Regions from separate parts of the Sus scrofa genome. Here region 2 is linked to region 1. The links are chromatin contacts, called in public HiChIP or PLAC-seq maps. All regions are on one chromosome and are shown on one strand. Each heading gives the region's core, a stretch centred on a gene start, on an enhancer-like site or on the middle of the called end of the contact. The rest is flanking DNA. Distances are from core to core; before and after follow the strand shown.

Region 1 (2,754 bases), core at 105-2,604:
CTTACTTTCTCCTGAAAGTAGTTTGCTGACAAATTATAAATTTCTACAGTGCCATCTGTTCGTGAAACAGCCAATCTGTTCGACTGGTTATTGTAAGCCACACAACGGATCCCTGATGGAACATAATTAAAGAAACGTACTCGATGGACCTTAAATTCACCCATTCCTAGAGGGGAAAAAGAGAATTATTGTTAAAACATCAACCACAGTATGACACACATATTGTTTATTTAACCACTGGTATAGGTAGAAGACTTCAGCTATATCCCACAGAGGTTCATTTCTAAACATCCACTTAATGATGCTTTCGTGACCCATACAGAATCTATCAATCTCCAGAAGCTCAGGACTCTTCAACAGAAAAAAGAGCAACACATAAAGCATCACTCAGATTCCTAGCAATCCTGACAACTCATTGAAGGAAGTGGTCCAGGAAAAGGAGAAGAATCTAAAAACCTGATCTTAGAGCAAAACACTGAATATAACCTCATTCTCTAACTGGGAGGCGCACTTGCGTGGGTCAATTAGAGCTTCAGTTGTATTTGAGGTAGAATTAAAGTCTTCCTGTATCTTTGTATTTTGTGCGTGGGGCTTCTGAGAGTGGGGGTGGTAAAGAGGAGAATAAAAAAAGAGGCAAAACATGTTGACAGACTAAAAGTCTCTCAAAGTTAGATCTGCAGAACTCCTGTATCAAAATTATCTCTAAAACCGGCTTTAAAAAATGCAGGATTATGGGTCCTATTCCATAGCTCCAGAATTCCAACCTCTTGGCGGGTGGCGGGGAGGTGGGGGAGACCGATTAAGAATCTGCACATTGGCAAATACCTCTATCTCTTTGGCATGCTAAGTTTGCAAATCACAGACTCAACTACGGTATTGACAGTGGGGGCTGATGGAACAGGAAGAACCCAGAGCTTCTCAATAGGAGGAAGCGACGGGACTGGTCCGGCATCTGTCAACTACTCCCCTACTCCGCGCTCTGCTGCCCTCAATATACACACTCGGGTCTGGTTCACCCCTTGTCCGTTTCCCTTCAAGGTGTGTGAAACCTGTCTGCAGAGCAGGCGACCTCGGCCTGACCAGGCTAGGAGGGCGTATGAAACGCGCGAGGGCTCCTTCGCCCCTTCTCTCTCCGGAATAGCCCCCACCCGACTTCGACACTAGGGAATCGACGAGCTCCGCGGGGCGTCGACTTAGTGCAGGCAGCACCAGTTCCAACTCTTCCCGTCACCCCCGCTTCCCGCCCCCTGCCCAACTCACCCGCGGAAGGGCTCACTACTCTTGGCGGTCCCTCTCTCCGCCCGGCCCCACGTGCGCGCGCGCTCGCGTGCTCTGCCCCGGAAGTGCTCGCGGCGCAAGGCCGGAAGTGCGCAGGCAGTGCTCGCGGCGGCGGCGACGGCGGCGGGAGGTTCGGTTGTCGCCCGTTGGCCGCGCGGCGCCGCGCTCGGCGGCCGCCATTGCAGGTCAGGCCGCGGGCAGGGAGCGTGGGAGGCCGCGGGGAGCGAGGGCCGAGCCGGGGATGGGGTTGAGGGTTCGAGGGAGCGGGAAGCTAGGGAGCTGGGGCCGGGCGGGGCGCGCGGCTCGCTGAGAAGAATGGCGAGCCGAGGGGCGGGGAGCGCCGGGCGGGGGAGGGGCGGTCGGGAAGGGGGAGGGGAGCGGGGAGGGCCGCGCAGAGGTGGGGGCGACCCAGAGGGGCCCCCGGAGTAGGAGGGCTGGGAATTGTGGGGAAGGAAGCGGTGTGGAGTCGGAAGGCGGATGGAAAGAAGGGTGCGAGCAGGGCGGAGCGGGAGAAGGGCGGAAAGAGTGGCCGAGCGCGGGCGGAGGACGGATAAGGGGGCGGCGCAGGCCGGAACCTCGAGGTATGTGCGGAAAGGGGCTCTTCCCTGGGTGGTGAAGGAGCCCAGCACGCGATGCTTTCGGGAGTCGGGTAGAACTGGAATCTAGGAAGCAGTGGGAATACCAGAAAGGGGACTTAGTGTGGGGTAGGACTCTGAGGTTCTTTCGAGGGGACATTTTAAATCGTGGAGGAAAGGCTCCTGAAAGCGATAACTGCGAGGATGGTTGGAAGGAGGAGACAGTCTGGCGGATGATCCAGGTTCTTTTGTGGGCGGAGTAAGAGACGGGAGAAGAGTCGGGTGGGGTCGGTCCTAGAGGGGCGAAGTACTTTGGAATTGAGGGGGGAAATAGGGAAGAATGAGGGTGGTAGGAATAACGTTTTTAGAGCAGCCTTTGGGAGGAGAGTGAATGGTTTGGGAAGACTATTCTGAGGGGGGGATGTGGAGAAAGGCGGCATAAAGAATGTTTAACTTGGGAGATAAGAGAAAGGGTTAAACATCTGGGTAAGAGGTCCTAGAGAAAGTGTGGGGGTATTTTGGAGGGGGTTGGGTAAGAGAGGGGAAGCGGATTGAGAGGTCCAGAAAGTGGGCGGGGCTAGGAATGGGAAGTGTTAGTAGCTCAAATTGAAGGCGGGTAGGGGGCCAGCGGAGAGGGTGGAGAAGGTGGGGAGCCTGTGGGAGGAAAACCCAGTACAGAGGGAGGCCTCAAGCAATGCTATGTAAAGGAAGGGGCTTTGGGGAAGATAGTACGCTACAGCAGTAAGAGGAAGGGTAGAGGGGCTGCAGAGTAGCAGAAGATGGAGAAAACTGGAGTAACTCAGATCGACCGAAGCCATCTTTTCCACCCCATTGTCTACAGATACCAGTAATTGATTCCCTCCATCATGGGAATCTTAAAATGTGATGGGAAAGTACCACG
Region 2 (2,754 bases), core at 92-2,591, 170 kb before region 1:
TTTTGTCTTCTTAGGGCCACACCCGTAGCATATGGAAGTATCCAGGCTAGGGGCCAAATTGCAGCTGCAGCTGCCTCAGCAACGTCAGATCTGAGCTGCCTCTGCAACCTACACCACAGCTCACCACAAGGTCCAATCCTTAACCCACTGAGCCCAGGGATAGAACGTGCATCCTCATGGATACTGGTCGGGTTCCTTAACCGCTGAGCCACAACAGGAACTCCCCCATGCTGTTTATTTCATCCCTGTACTTCCTTTATCTCATAATACAAATTTCAAGGAAAAGAAAGAAAAAGGCATGCTTCCCTCAAACTGTTCAGAACTGCTAGGAGGTTCCTTCAACTCTACAATCGACCTTTCCCACGGGCAGTTTAACGGCTTTTTCTGGATCCCACTATGCTCCTCACCGCAGCCTCCTATTTACTTTTTCCTCTTGAACTAGATCAGAAAAGGCTTTTCTACTTTGCTGGAGATACTACTCCAATCACTACGCAGCCCCAACCACGCCCAAGCAGCAAGATCTAAGTAGGAACATCTCCAGGTGCTGGCACTGATCCTAGGCACCCTCAGGGACTAACGCAGGTGCCCAATTATCTGCAGTCTGATGTGGCCCTCAGCCTAGACCGCCCCCATCCCTAGAAGCGGGCTGAAAACCACTCCCCACAAACCTTGGCATAAGGTGCTAAGTAATCCAGAGCTGTGATGTGCAACCGAAACTTGTGGGTCTTCGTGAATTTTCCAAAGCACGTTCCCAGCGACATCAGCTTGTCACCAGAGATATTAGCGGCCAATTTTAAGATCTTTTCACTGAAAGGGTAAGGAAGAAGGAGGTGTCAGATAAGGGAGGCTGGTGGGACCCAGGCCTCCACCCGGGTCCATGCTGCCTACCCAGCCCCGCCTCACCTCACATAGTAAACCCGGTCGTTGTGCAGCCTGAAACAGTAGGTGCCGTCGGGCCTGTCAACCAGCAGCTGAAGATTCTCCCCGATGCTGAAAGCAGAAAAGAGGCTGGAGGCTGCGCCCGGACTCGTCCCGGCCCCGCGGCCCCGCTCTACCCACAGCCCTCCCCGCCATGCACGCACTCCCTCATCTGCCCCGGGCGTTCTTACTATTTTGCTATCTTCTCAAACATTACACGCGTCTCCTCTTCAGTCAGAGGCCGCATTTTCCCGCTGGGCTGGAACACCGGATCCTCGTGCCTCAGTCGCCGGAAACGGAAGGCCAGCCTCCCGCCTCTCCTTGGCAACCTCAAATCCGGCCTCTCTAGCTGCCTTCGCGTGGTTCGTCACGCGAGCGCCCCGCGGCCTTGGAGGACCAGCGGGGAATGCAAGCCGGCCGGGTGAGGCGCCATGGAGACCGGAAGTGCGGCGTTGCTTCCGGTCCTGGATTCCGAGCCAGCGCCCTCGCCGAGCGGGAGGCGAAGGGACGCCGCTGCTGAGAAGATGGCGGCGACGGAGACGATCCCTGCTTCAACTGCGGCCTCGGCCACGGCGACGGCCACTGCGGCTGCTCTCGGGGAGGTGGAGGATGAAGGGCTCCTGGCATCGCTGTTCCGGGACCGCTTCCCAGAGGCCCAGTGGCGGGAGCGGCCCGACGTGGGCCGCTACCTCAGGGAGTTGAGCGGCTCGGGGCTGGATCGGCTGCGGCGCGAGCCAGAGCGCCTGGCGGAGGAGCGAGCGCAGCTGCTGCAGCAGACGCGCGACTTGGCCTTCGCCAACTACAAGACCTTCATCCGCGGCGCCGAGTGCACCGAGCGCATACATCGCCTCTTTGGCGACGTGGAGGAGTCGCTCGGCCGCCTGCTCGACCGCTTGCCCAGCTTCCAGCAGAGCTGCAGGTGCGGCGGGCCCAGCGTTTAAGGGGCTTTTAAGAGCTGTGACAGCTAATATTTACGATGAGGGAAATAGCTAACACTTAGATAGCGCTTACCAGGTGCCACGCTCTCATCTGAGCATTTTATTAATCCATTTAAACGTCACAGCAGCCTTCGAGGTAGGTATTATTCCCATTTTGTATATGAGGAAGTCGAGACACAGAGGTTAGTGACTGACACAAGGCACAGCTAGTAAGTCTCGAAGTCAAAATTGGAACCCAGCAGCCTCGTAGGGCTGTCGTGAGCGCTAAGTAGAGAATCCATGCAAAGCACTTATCATTGGATCTGACATAATTAACACTCTACAGTTGTCACCTTCATACATATACACACAACACACAGGTACACACAGTAGCTTGGACCAGGGTCGTTGGCTCCAAAACTTTCATTGATAGGAGAATGCCAAGGAAATCCTCTCATTCGGGGGCAGTAAAAATTATCCAAAAAATCCAAACAAACCGTCCTATCGGAACCATATTCTTTTTTTTTTCCCCTCCCTTTTTAAGGCTGAACCCACAGCATATGGAAGTTCCCAGGCTAGGGGTCGAATTGGAGATAACAGCTGCCAGCCTATGCCACAGCATTGCAAGATCCAAGCTGTATCTGCGACCTACACCACAGATCACGGCATTTCTGGATCCCCAACCCACTGAGTGAGGCCAGGGATCAAACATGTGTCCTCGTGGATACCAGTCGAATTCCTTTCCACTGCTCCACGACAGGATCTCCTCGAGCCATATTCTGCCTCTCTCGAACCTCAATCCACAAATTCTGCTTTCCAACCTCACATGATAAAAGTTTCAAGTTTTCTTTGTCTTTGCACATTTGACCATGGCTTCTGTACTCTTCCAATACCCTACAAAAGACAGGGAGCTTCATAA

Evidence for each region. HiChIP or PLAC-seq counts read pairs in DNA pulled down with a chosen protein or histone mark.
Region 2: a contact with region 1 is called in an H3K27ac HiChIP or PLAC-seq map of alveolar macrophages. The contact joins the promoter of COG8 here to the promoter of CHTF8 in region 1. A contact is called at or near these places in 2 of 47 Hi-C or Micro-C datasets (brain and heart right ventricle) and 2 of 2 datasets of contacts at active chromatin or transcription factors (alveolar macrophages and skeletal muscle).

What each region holds. Positions count from the first base shown.
Region 1 is chr6:17,816,830-17,819,583 of Sscrofa11.1, forward strand. CHTF8 (chromosome transmission fidelity protein 8 homolog) reads left to right here and starts at 1,355. Exons shown (of 4, transcript XM_021093878.1): 1 at 1,355-1,463. It overlaps UTP4 (U3 small nucleolar RNA-associated protein 4 homolog), which reads right to left and starts at 1,588. Exons shown (of 17, transcript XM_021093876.1): 1 at 1,261-1,588; 2 at 6-166. The coding sequence starts at 164.
Region 2 is chr6:17,644,203-17,646,956 of Sscrofa11.1, forward strand. It overlaps COG8 (conserved oligomeric Golgi complex subunit 8), which reads left to right and starts at 1,342. Exons shown (of 6, transcript XM_003126905.6): 1 at 1,342-1,837. The coding sequence starts at 1,350. It overlaps NIP7 (NIP7, nucleolar pre-rRNA processing protein), which reads right to left and starts at 1,202. Exons shown (of 5, transcript NM_001048071.1): 1 at 1,110-1,202; 2 at 904-990; 3 at 669-807. The coding sequence starts at 1,165.